2 separate regions of the Bombyx mori genome follow, and region 1 is linked to region 2. A link is a contact called in public Hi-C data. All regions are on one chromosome and are shown on one strand. Each heading gives the region's core, a stretch centred on a gene start, on an enhancer-like site or on the middle of the called end of the contact. The rest is flanking DNA. Distances are from core to core; before and after follow the strand shown. Region 1 overlaps LOC101737313 (serine/threonine-protein kinase Doa). Region 2 holds the start of LOC101737313 (serine/threonine-protein kinase Doa).

Evidence for each region. A called contact is a pair of places that touch in the nucleus more often than the background predicts.
Region 1: a contact with region 2 is called in a Hi-C map of posterior silk gland, with 1.9 times the contacts expected there. The contact joins the enhancer-like site here to the promoter of LOC101737313 in region 2. A contact is called at or near these places in 5 of 7 Hi-C or Micro-C datasets (middle silk gland, midgut, posterior silk gland and 1 more).

What each region holds. Positions count from the first base shown.
Region 1 is chr6:3,985,002-3,990,927 of ASM3026992v2, reverse strand. LOC101737313 (serine/threonine-protein kinase Doa) reads right to left here. Exons shown (of 15, transcript XM_062668980.1): 5 at 4,985-5,066; 6 at 4,424-4,490; 7 at 3,090-3,203; 8 at 1,403-1,493; 9 at 431-610; 10 at 1-64. Among protein-coding and RNA genes, the nearest start is that of LOC100101182, 38 kb to the left of the region's middle. Within about 2 kb of position 3,882, at least 6 of the 8 cell types and tissues checked have open chromatin away from gene starts, as enhancers often do.
Region 2 is chr6:3,938,954-3,944,478 of ASM3026992v2, reverse strand. LOC101737313 (serine/threonine-protein kinase Doa) reads right to left here and starts at 2,439. Exons shown (of 15, transcript XM_062668980.1): 1 at 1,892-2,439; 2 at 1,242-1,282. The coding sequence starts at 1,244.

The DNA.
Region 1 (5,926 bases), core at 2,633-5,132, 45 kb before region 2:
AGGTGGCGCTGCCGAAGTCTATCAGTCTAACATCGCTTCGCTTCACGCGTCTTAAGTCATGTGTCTGGAACAACGGTAGCTTCGATTTACTGTGAGCCGCTTAAATAAGTTTAACTAATTTTTTTCAATCATATTTGCCTACAATATGTTTTTTTTTATTGCTTAAATTGATATACTCAGTGCCTCCAGTGTTTCCAGTCATTACCAAAGTTGAATAGAAATAAAAGCTTTAATTAAAAGTAAAAATTATTGTTCAACGTCATACGAGGTCATTAGCCCCAGTTTTATAGTTTTATTACACAAAATGCAAATTAATATAAATACATTTTATTGGGTTTTTGATGTGACTTCATTATTCAGTACAACAGGAAGGAAGTGTTCTCTAGTTGCACGAACAAAATGACGAATGCGAAATAAGCGAACGGTTTACCTTCTTAGAACTAGTGTAGACGCTGACGACCTCGTAATCGCTGTCAACGAATAATATATTTTCAGGTTTGAGATCGGTGTGCGTCAGTTTGTTGTCGTGCAGGAACATCACGCTGTACACGAGCTGGTACGAGATGTGGCGCACCTGCTCCAGCGGGTACGGCTGGTAGTTGTTGTCTTTCTGGAAACCAACGGGACTCTGTTATCACTACATAGTATAGTCAACAACGTCGCTTTCTCTGTCCCTATATTGCTTCACGGCAGAAATAGGCAGGGTGGTGGTACCTACCCGCGTGGACTCACACGAGGTCCTACCACTAGTAATACCAGTATATCTCTATGTATGCTTAAATCTTTAAAACTACGCAACGGATTTTGATGCGGTTTTTTTAATAGATAGAGTGATTGAAGAGGAAGGTTTATATGTATAATAACATCCATTAAATAGTGGAGAAATCGATAGTAAATTACAGTTTCCGAAGCGAAGCGAGAGCGGGTCGCTAGTTATCTATATATTAATAATACGTGAAGCAAAAACTTTGTACACCTTTTTACGAAAATTGCGCGGACGGAGGAGTATGAAATTTCCCACTCTATTAATGCGTATAAAGTGGGAAGCGTCAGAATAGCGACTATTGCGCAGTTTGATATATTAGATGTCGACCTGTACCGTTACGGACGTGTTTTAGTTCTTGATTTTTGTATTTGTTTTTAAAATGATTTTTAACAGGTACTTTTTTCAAAAATCCGTTATCAATTTCCGCAACATATGCGACACTAAAATAAGTATTAATTTAGTTTTGCATTGAAATTTTAGTACACTTTAGCATACAAGACAAACTTTACCAACGTAAGCTTAAACATTTAAATATTGGTCTTTTAAGTAGCAGTCCAGTAATAACTGAAATATTTATCAATTCCACCCCGGGAAGTGTTGAATAATAATGTTTTATCGCGAGGAACGATTACTCACCAGGAAGTCAAATACACTTTGACCGAGCATTTCAAACGCGATGCACATGTGACCGTGGTACTCAAACCAGTCCAACATCTTCACGCACAAACTGAAATAAACGAAAACCAACATCATTATTATTTCTTTCATTCATTTTTTATTTATTTATACTTTATGCACAAAACAAAACTTGTACACAGGCGAACTTAATGCCATGGGCATTCTCTTCCAGTCGACCATACGGTGGTGCAGAGATAATGCATGGTAGGTGCATTAACAAAAGAATAACAAACAACAACAACAAAACAAAAAAAGAACAAAATCAAAACAAAAATATTCCTTAAAGTAACATCTCAGTATTATAGAATACACATAATATTATTACTACCACTGTGTGGTGTCACACGTCTAATTCAATTTTTTTTGTTTGTTTTCGATACGTTAACGAGCTCACGGCCCAAATGGAGTTAAATAGTTACCGGAGCCCATATAGACATCGGCACCCACCTTTACATATGAGTTCTAAGGTCTCACTATAGTTACAACGGCTGCCCCGCCCTTCAAACCGAAACGCATTACTGCTTCACGGCAGAAATAGGCAGGGCGGTGGTACCTACCCGCGCGGACTCACAAGAGGTCCTACCGCCAGTAATTATGCAAATTGTAATTTTGCGGTTTTGATTTTTATTGCCCAATGTATATTGAAGCTTTTAATATAATTTCGACGTTCTGTAAAAACGACTGAAAAACACAACTGTTTCTAATCAGAAATAGACATTACTGTTTATAATAACATGACGGGAGACGTTTTGTTATTATTATGGAAGTATCATAGGTAGGCAAAACGCTCACCTACCTACCTACCTTTCCGACTAAAATACGCTAATAATATCATTCGACTGTTTGTACGTAAATAGACGAAAGAGGAAGTAAACATCAAGGGCGCTAGTTCGATATCGGGACGAGCGAATCTGGAAAGTTTGCGATCGCGCGGCGGTGGGGAGGTGGTATTTCGGTGTGCGCGTCCAGTTGACATCGCGATCCCTGTTGGCGCGGCGCCAGTCGGAGCCATAACGTCGCACATAAACGGGCAAGGTCAAATATTGACACGTTCGCCGACACGACACTACACCACACCGCAAGAACCTTTCATTATCAACCTTTTTGTTTTGTCTCACAACTTACATGAAAAATCGGATCAATTTCCAACTAAATACAAAGCTATACTAATATAATAAAACGACAGTGGTTTTTACGGATGTTCCGTTATAACTACTGAACTGTGCATCCGATTGAGTTGAAACTTGGTATCGATGTAGAAAATACATGTACTTAATCGATAGGTTAATATTTATATGAGTGTTGGACTCCCTACACCAGTTGCGGGGGCGTTAACGATGAGAATCTTTGTGGGGTTGAGAAATAATAATGTGCATAAAACTGAATAAATCTTTTCTTTGTCTCCACCTATTCCCTTTGGGGTCGGCACAGCTAATTTTTCTATTCCATTCTCTTCTATCAGCCGTCATCTCAACACTCACTTCTTTCTCTCTCATATCGTCATTCACACACTCTATCTGTGTCTTCTTCGGTCGATCTCTTTACATTACTTACACTACCATTCTCATACATCTCCTAGTCACATGCATCTCCTCTCTAAAACTGAATAAATAAAATAAATAAATAAACAACAGACGCGACTTACTTCTTACAATCCGGATCGACGTCAGCTAATTTCTCTAATACGTTAATCTCAAGTTTGGCAGCCTCTCTGTACTTCTCGACGTTTTTGATTATCTTCAGAGCCATTCTGTGCTCCCTGAAAATATTTAATTATATCGTTTACGTTTTTTCTTTTATCAGCGTCTCTGTGAAAATATCTGGCAGTGTGCAAGTGAAATTGACGTAAACAATTAAAGCATACATGTATGTATGCGTTATGAATATTATCGGAGCGGATGCCAAACGAAATGTGTCATGCACTCGACCACGTAAACAAAGATAGGCGACAATCACTAATACGAAAATGTAATTAGGGCGTCTACTAAAGGACACGGTTCAGTAATCAATATGAACCGTTCACGAAAATGCAATGTGAAGATGTATTCCTCATGGTCACCTAATACTGCAGTATAATACCACACTACTATTGGGAATTGCTTTGTTCGTCGACTATGCATTTTAATGCCTATTCTTTGTCATTCCTTTCTTCACGATGCCCCCTCATATAACATGTCTTTCTTCAACTAGGATGAAACACAGGATTAAAAGTCTTTAATGCTAGACGGTGACGTGACTGTGTCCCTAGCATTGCTAGTGAATGCTAGTCACAGCATTAGTCGACCCTTTACCATGTAGGTACAGGTGACAGTCTGCAGGGAACATACGATAGGAATAATTGCCTTTAAAAACAATAAAGCGGTCGGTCATAAAACTATAACCTCAATTGCTCAGATTAGTATAATGAACATATTTCCTGAGCCTGCCATCTGTAGTGAAGGCAGCTGACGCACACCCCTCGCTTCTGACGGGGGCATCGACCTCGCGCGTCACTTGAATTTGATTGTGTTACATTACGCGCCGTCCACACAAAAATAATTATAATCGTTGCGATTATTTCGGGAATGGTTCCCATACATACGGTAAATATTTTTTTACCTTTAAAAAGGTATTATAATCTTATATATAAAATTCTCGTGTCACAATGTTAGTTACCATACTCCTCTGAAACGGTTTGACTGATTTTTATTAAATTTTATATGCATTTCAGTAGGTCTGAGAATCGGCTACTATCTATTTTTCATACCCCTAAATGATAAGGGTTGTCCACCCCTAACATTTGTTTTTTTTTTGTGTTAGGTATGTGGTTGAATGAGGTTTTGTTATTTTTATATTCCTTCATCTCAGTGCTACATGCCTCTTTCACTCAACTAGAAATTCCCTAGAAATCTTATATATGGCCAAACAACGTTTGCCGGGTCAGCTAGTTTACTATACAATATACTACATTCTCTATTAAATAGCATAAACGTCACTTACAGCTCTAAATCCTTCACCTCGACGACTTTGCCGAAGGTGCCCTCGCCGAGCGTGTCGATGATTTTGTCTGCAATGAAACCAAGGCGAAACTGTTAGTCAATTATACTTGGTTACAAAGTCAAGACGGAATTTTACATTGATTTTCAGACATCGTTCTTCCCGAGAATAAACTCTGAAAGAATTCAACTGTTGTATTAACGTCGGAAATACAATGTAAAGCATTCCAGCATGACTTTCACGAATGATGATTATAACCACGGACACAAACTGTTTCAGATCTGATAAAAGAAAAGAAAAAAAATATTTAAAATCTTCTTTATCACCAAAAGGCTGTGAATTTAGATGAAAAAAAAAAAAGGAATGCTGATTCTTCGACTTTCTGTATTGGTGTATCGTATTTAATGTTATTGTACGCATTCGCGATCAAGTGGAAGGTGTTTTTTTCAATTTTGGTGTGTTCTCTCTGAATGCTTATGTGTGTGTCCGTGTTAGTGTACTATGTGTGATTGAACAACGGGTGTGAAATGTGTAAGTCGGTAAAGTGATGGTGTGGACACGAACATCTCGCTCCCATGACATAGCCGGGCCAGTAGACCAGATGTCCGTCCTTGTCGTCCTTGACGGAGGAGCGTGCCCGGGAGCTCTGCGCCGCCGAAGTCGCCACCGGGAGCCGCCGCCGAGCCGCGTCCGCCGCCACGCGCGCCACACGCACCACCGCACGCACCGCACATCGAGCACCGCCAACATCGACACGGAGAGCACGCCACGCGATCGCCACGACCCGAGTAGTGTGTTGTACCCAACAATCAGACAATGGAACGGTTGCCCGTCAGACAAGCGACAATTGGTTTGCTGTCGAGGTACATGCTGTTAAAGGACGGACGGGCGGGCGCTGCCCTTCGGGACAGGATCGGGCGGGATGGAGCCGGTGACTGCACGCACTTCTCTCATACTGACATTAACACCAATCACGCAGGTTGGGAAATAAGGTTTAGTGTCCACTCGAATTTACAATTTATTTATACTAACGAATACTAGAAAAATTTCATCATAAACCTTGCTTTTCTGAATTTAAAAACAATAGCATAAACAAACAAAAAGTACATGTTAGTTTTTTTGTTGTATTAAAAATAAGAAGCATGCACTATCATTCCACTATTTTATTTATAAGAAAAACATCGTTAGTCAATGACTAGTGTTGCTAAATGATTTCTAAGGGTTAGGGGGACGTAAAAGGGAAACCTAAATAGTTTATTTAATGGAGATGCGTTTTCTCAACTGGTACGATTCTAAGCCAAAACGTACTATTAGGATTCGATATCCTTGCAATAATATTTCCGTTACCGTCACTTAGTTTGGTATATTTCAGTATAGCATTCAGTATTTGATACGAAAGTGTATGAATTTACAAAGTTTGCTATAATATTTAAAGATGAATGTAGAAACAAGACGGACCAGGTGTTGTGTTAGCGTCAAACAGAGGCGCAGACGGTTAGCTTGTGC
Region 2 (5,525 bases), core at 1,190-3,689:
CAGCTGTGTTATTTAATCAATACAAATTTTTACCCCATATTTGGTATACCACAAATTTATTATTGTTAAATGAAACTTGAATATGATGGTTCAGATGAACAATTTAAGAAGTAATTTCCAATTTTTAATCCACCATTTACTAGTCTATAAAAAGGTTTGGTCATGAAATGTATTGATTCTTGATTGTATTGGTCATGAAAAGTATCATTCAGATTTTTATAATTTTTTTTAAATTACCATGTAAATCAGTCTTTCCCAAAGTAAGCGATAACGCCCCCTTGTGGGCGCTGCAGGCCTAAAGGGGGGCGGTCAGAGACCCAGAAAAAGAATGGGGACGTTGTCTATAGAGGCTTGGGAGGTGATTTATAATGTCATTCAGGAGGACCTTTACTCTTAACTGAGCTCTCACTATAGTGGTTTTTCAGTAGATGAAAAATGGGGGTGCTAAAAATGAATTTATTCTCAAAGTGGGCAGTGACAAAATAAGTTTGGGAACCCCTGATGTAAATTAACTTTTTAACAAAATTTTGATGACTATTTAATAACTAAAAATATGAACTGAAATACTGTTTGACGAAAATTATAATTAATACAAAATAATGATAGATGAATAAATTTCAGTAGTATTCTTCTTATGTCTTTAGATGTCCTTTTTAGATTTTCTTGACATAATATATTCAGAGTTTATTTGTTATAATGAAACGCATTTGTTATGCAATAAGCAAGCCATTCCATATAGTTCATGCTGAAAAATATGACTGTCAAAAATATTGTTTTCAACAAAATCTTATGATCCAATTTTCTGTCTGTGTTTAAATAGCATTGTTACTTTTAGGCTAATGTGTATAGACAAGAATAAAGCTAATAGTGATGAAACTATATAGAAAATAGATACATATCTTATTTGTTACTATGTAGATGTATACTAAAGGGCATTAATATGGTATATTTGTAAAATTGGAACTTGACCTATAAAATAAAACACTTAAGTAATCAACCATACAAGAGTAGATGATAACTTAATGTCAGTAAGAAATAAATGATCTTGTGTGTGGAAACTTATGTTTTATTTTCTAAAAAAACCTGGCCAAGATTTACTATACTTCCTGTTCTCAAAGAAATTAAATTTTAAAGAGATCTTTGTTCATTAACCTTATTATTTTCAATAACAAATCTTGTATCTAATAAAATGTTTTTGACAGTCACATTATAAGGAAAGTACAAGATGTACCTCCACTTACCATTAACAAGGATATCAAAACTCGTATCCAAGCAGTTTAAGCTGAAAAACATAAATCTTTTAGACCATTGACAAAACTAGTCAAGGGTTCATGAGAGTGCAAACCAACATGCAGTATTGCAATTTCATAGTACTATTTTTAAAACACTAATTCATCAATTTAGTGATGCATTTATGGCCATTTCATAAGATTGCATTTGAAATAAATGAAATAAAATTTTATCTGCTTTGTGAATATTATATGAACCAAATAAGAAATGTGTGGTAACTTAATATGGTAGCGTTGATGTGGCATGCAAGCTGCGTCGTCTCCATGCCTGTTTCTAGCATGTTCAATTTATCTATTGAACATCAAGTTTCTAAGTAGAGAAATGCAAAATATACCAGTTTAATGTTTGAAGACAATCGATTCTTTTTAATTTGAATTCAGCACTAAACAATAAACTTAAATGTTGTTGAAATTATCGTCACTCTTATCAGTTAGTGTGGCTTCAAATAAACGATGTTTTTAACTAATAATTGCGATTCATGTGGCCAATGCATCAAATGTCATAAGTTATTTACATGAGGACGCCATGTTGGTTTCTCCGTGACTCCAGTGGAGCCCTAGGCACTGATGTGACATTTATGTTGACTAAAGTTTTAACTTACCCTGATTTCACGTAAATGTTTTAATTTACACCAAAGTAGTTGAGTAAAATTTGTTAAACAATTCCAAGTTCGTGATGCTGAACCTTGAAGTATACTTCGTCGCAGTAAAGGGCCGAACATCGATCCGAAACCGAGACAAGCGGGTTGGATCGTTGATCGCTGTTTTTGACAGATAGCAATGGCGTCAACATACGTATTTCAAATTATAGTGTATCAAAATCAAAGTGGCTGTTATAAATGATTGAATAATATTCTTAACTTAAAAAAATTACAAAATGGTTCAAAAATAAATTCTGCTTCTTAAAAAAAAACTGGGTGATTAAGATTTACCCTTTAAAAAGTTTAGTTATACAGTAATTCAGAATCACAGTATGGTGGTTTTTTTAAGGGATTTTATGACCTGGTAACTAAGACCTTTAAGTCATGTATTATTTTATGTTATGAAAAATTATAATATGGAGTGAAATTAAATGAGATTATATGGGATGAAATATAATCTCAAAATGGTGGTCATTTACTGAGATTTTTTCAGTGGACCTTTTGGATGATGCCGAGAAGCTACGTGCAGCGGCATTGTTTATTTTCCCACATTTGTGCATTTTGGCAGATATTAAACAGTTAATAAACTACTGTTATTACACATTTAAACCTGAAGAAATACTAAATAGATAATATAATCACATAACTTCACTCCTCGCATTCCCGCCAAAAGTCCAGTCTGTTGGTATTTTTTAAGGGTTTTTTTGACCTGGTAGCTAAGACCTTTAAGTCAAGTCTTAATTTATATTCGTTTATATGAAAAATGATAATATGAAGTAAAATGAAATGAAATGAAGATGATTAATTTGAAGCAATCAACTGAGATAAATTTAAATCTCAGTAAAATGGTGGTCATTTACTAAGATTTTTTCAGTGAACTTTTTGGAGGATCCCGAGAAGTTACGTCCAGCGGCTTTGTTTCATTTTCCCACATTTGTGCACTTTCACAGATGTTAAACAGTTAATAAACCACCATTATTACACATTTAAACCGGAAGAAAAACTAAATAGACAAAATAAAATAAATCACACAACTTCACTCCTCGCGTTCCCGCCTATAAGTCCAGATAGATTCTTCATACGATATCTCATAGATAAAAAATTTTGAGACCTGACGTTTCCAATCTGTCTTGTTGACATCTTTAATAGCGATGACATTTTATATTCATTAAAACATAAGTTTAAGGAATATTAAAAAGAAATTCAATCGTTTTTAATTAGCAAAAATTTTCTGTAAAAAAGTTTAAATCACAAATCATATTCTTCAGTCAATGCCAATCACCATTTCATTTAAAAAAGTTCATTTAATTCCACTGTATTTCTTAATCAAAAAAAGTTTTTTTTTGAGATTCAATAATTAAATATATAATAAGCTCAATGCTGGCAACATTGGCATCGCGATAAGTGCATTACCATAATGTAAAAAATATAAGAAAAAAAATTGGAGTTACCTTAATCACAGGTGGGCCGAAGCCTTGGAGAGCAAAGGCGAGGCTCTTACTGTGGTCCTTGGTCTGGCATAGGGCACTTCTGTCGAAGCTACTATCTTACGGATTCCCCGAGGGGCTCTGCAGGTGGATCGCTAGCTTTTTGGATGGTCGGAGCATCACTGTCGTTATAGACGGTTGTTGCTCCGATACCACGACCATTAACGCTGGCGTTCAACAGGGTTCGGTGCTCTCCCCCACGGTTTTCATCCTGTATATCAAGGACATGCTATCCATTGATGGCATGCATTGCTATGCGGATGACAATACGGGGATGCGCGATATATCGGCCATCAGAGTCTTTCTCGGATCGTGGTACAGGAGAGACGATCTAAGCTTGTGTCTGAAGTGGAGAGCTCTCTGGAGCGAGTCTCCGAGTGGGTTGAATTGAACTAGGTTCACAGGTTAAAGGCACAAGTTTGCGCGTTCACTGCGAAAAAGTACCCCTTTGCCATGGTGCCGCAATTCCAAGGAGTTACCCTGCAACCTTCCAAGAGTAATGGTATACTTGGGGTAGACATTTCGAGCGATGTCCAATTTGGAGGGCAAAGCCAAGTTGGCCTCAAAAATGCCGGGAGTCCTCAACAGAGCGAAGCGGTACTTCACGCCTGGACAAAGACATTTGCTTTACAAAGCACAGGTCCAGCCTCGCGTGGAGTACTGTTCCCATCTCTGGGCCGGGGCTCCCAAATACCAGCTACTTCCATTTGACTTCATACAGAAGAGAGCCGTTTGGACTGTCGATAATCCCATTCTCACGGATCGGTTGGAACCTCTGGGTCTGCGAAAGGACTTCGGTTCTCTTTGTATTTTGTACCGTATCTTTCATGGGGAGTGCTCTGAGGAATTTTTTGAGATGATACCATCATCTCGTATTTACCATCGCACCGCCCGCCACCGGAGTAGAGTCCGTCCATACTACCTGAAGCCACTGCGTTCATCCATGGTGCGTTTCCAGAGATCATTTTTGCCACGTACCATCCGACTTTGGAATGAGCTCCCCTTCACGGTGTTTCCTGAGCGCTTTGACATGTCCTTCTTGAAACGAGGCTTGTGCGGTAGGCAGTGGCTTGACTCTACCCCTGGCATTGCTGACGTACATGAGCGACGGTAACCACTTTTTTTTTTTTTTTTTTGGTCAGGAGGAAATCGCCGGACTTCCGCCCTCCCCTGGGGATGGAAGGCGGGGCATGTCGGAGTCGAACTGACTAAAACCTCCTGTCGCTCAACAACCCGCGTCCGAACCTCGCATGAGACAGAACCCATGAAAAGGCAAAGGGGGGAAAGTGAAGCGTTTAGTGCGGAGCACATCTCTCCCATCACCCTCCCCCTCGAGACGCCGGACCGGCGGTCGTCGGCGCCACGACCACCAGCCCTCTCGGTCGGCAGGCTATCCAGAGCCCGCCTAGATGGCGCCGGTTAGAATGGTCTATCCTACGGAATACCCCGCTGGGTCAGAACCAGCGTGGGTCGAGGATAGCCGGCCTTCCATCACCCGGATGCTCTTGCGTAAAACGCGTGCAGAGCAGCTTGCACGTCGTCTTCTTAGGCCCCCTTCGCCTGTCCCCAGACCGACATATGAAGGGGACCCGAAACACTTAGAGGGCCAGGGCTTGGGCGAGATCCGCCTCCCTGGCCCCCGCTCGACGGCGGCGGGCCTGTGCGTCTCTCACGCGCCCCGCCGCCTCCTTCTGCGAGATGGTGCACTCGCAGAAGTCGAGCATCGCCTTCCACGACTCGTCGTCGCCGAGCATCGATGCCACAACACTCGGCAACGACAAGTCGTTTCCTATTTTTGCGACGAGGACACGGCGCCACCCCTCCCATGCGGGGCAGGCGACGAGCGTGTGCTCCGCCGTGTCCAAGCCGCAACCACAATGGTGGCACTCTGCCGTCGGCTCGGCTCCGATCCGGTGCAGGAACTCACCGAAGCAACCATGCCCAGTGAGCACCTGCGTGAGCCGGAAAGTGAGGCGTCCTCTGTCACGATTCACCCAATCCACAAGGACCGGGCGAATCGCCTCGACGGTCCTACGACCAGCCGAAGGATCGGCCAGCCGTCTGGACCATGCCTCCAGCACGGACCGCCGAGATTGGGCCCTTCGCGC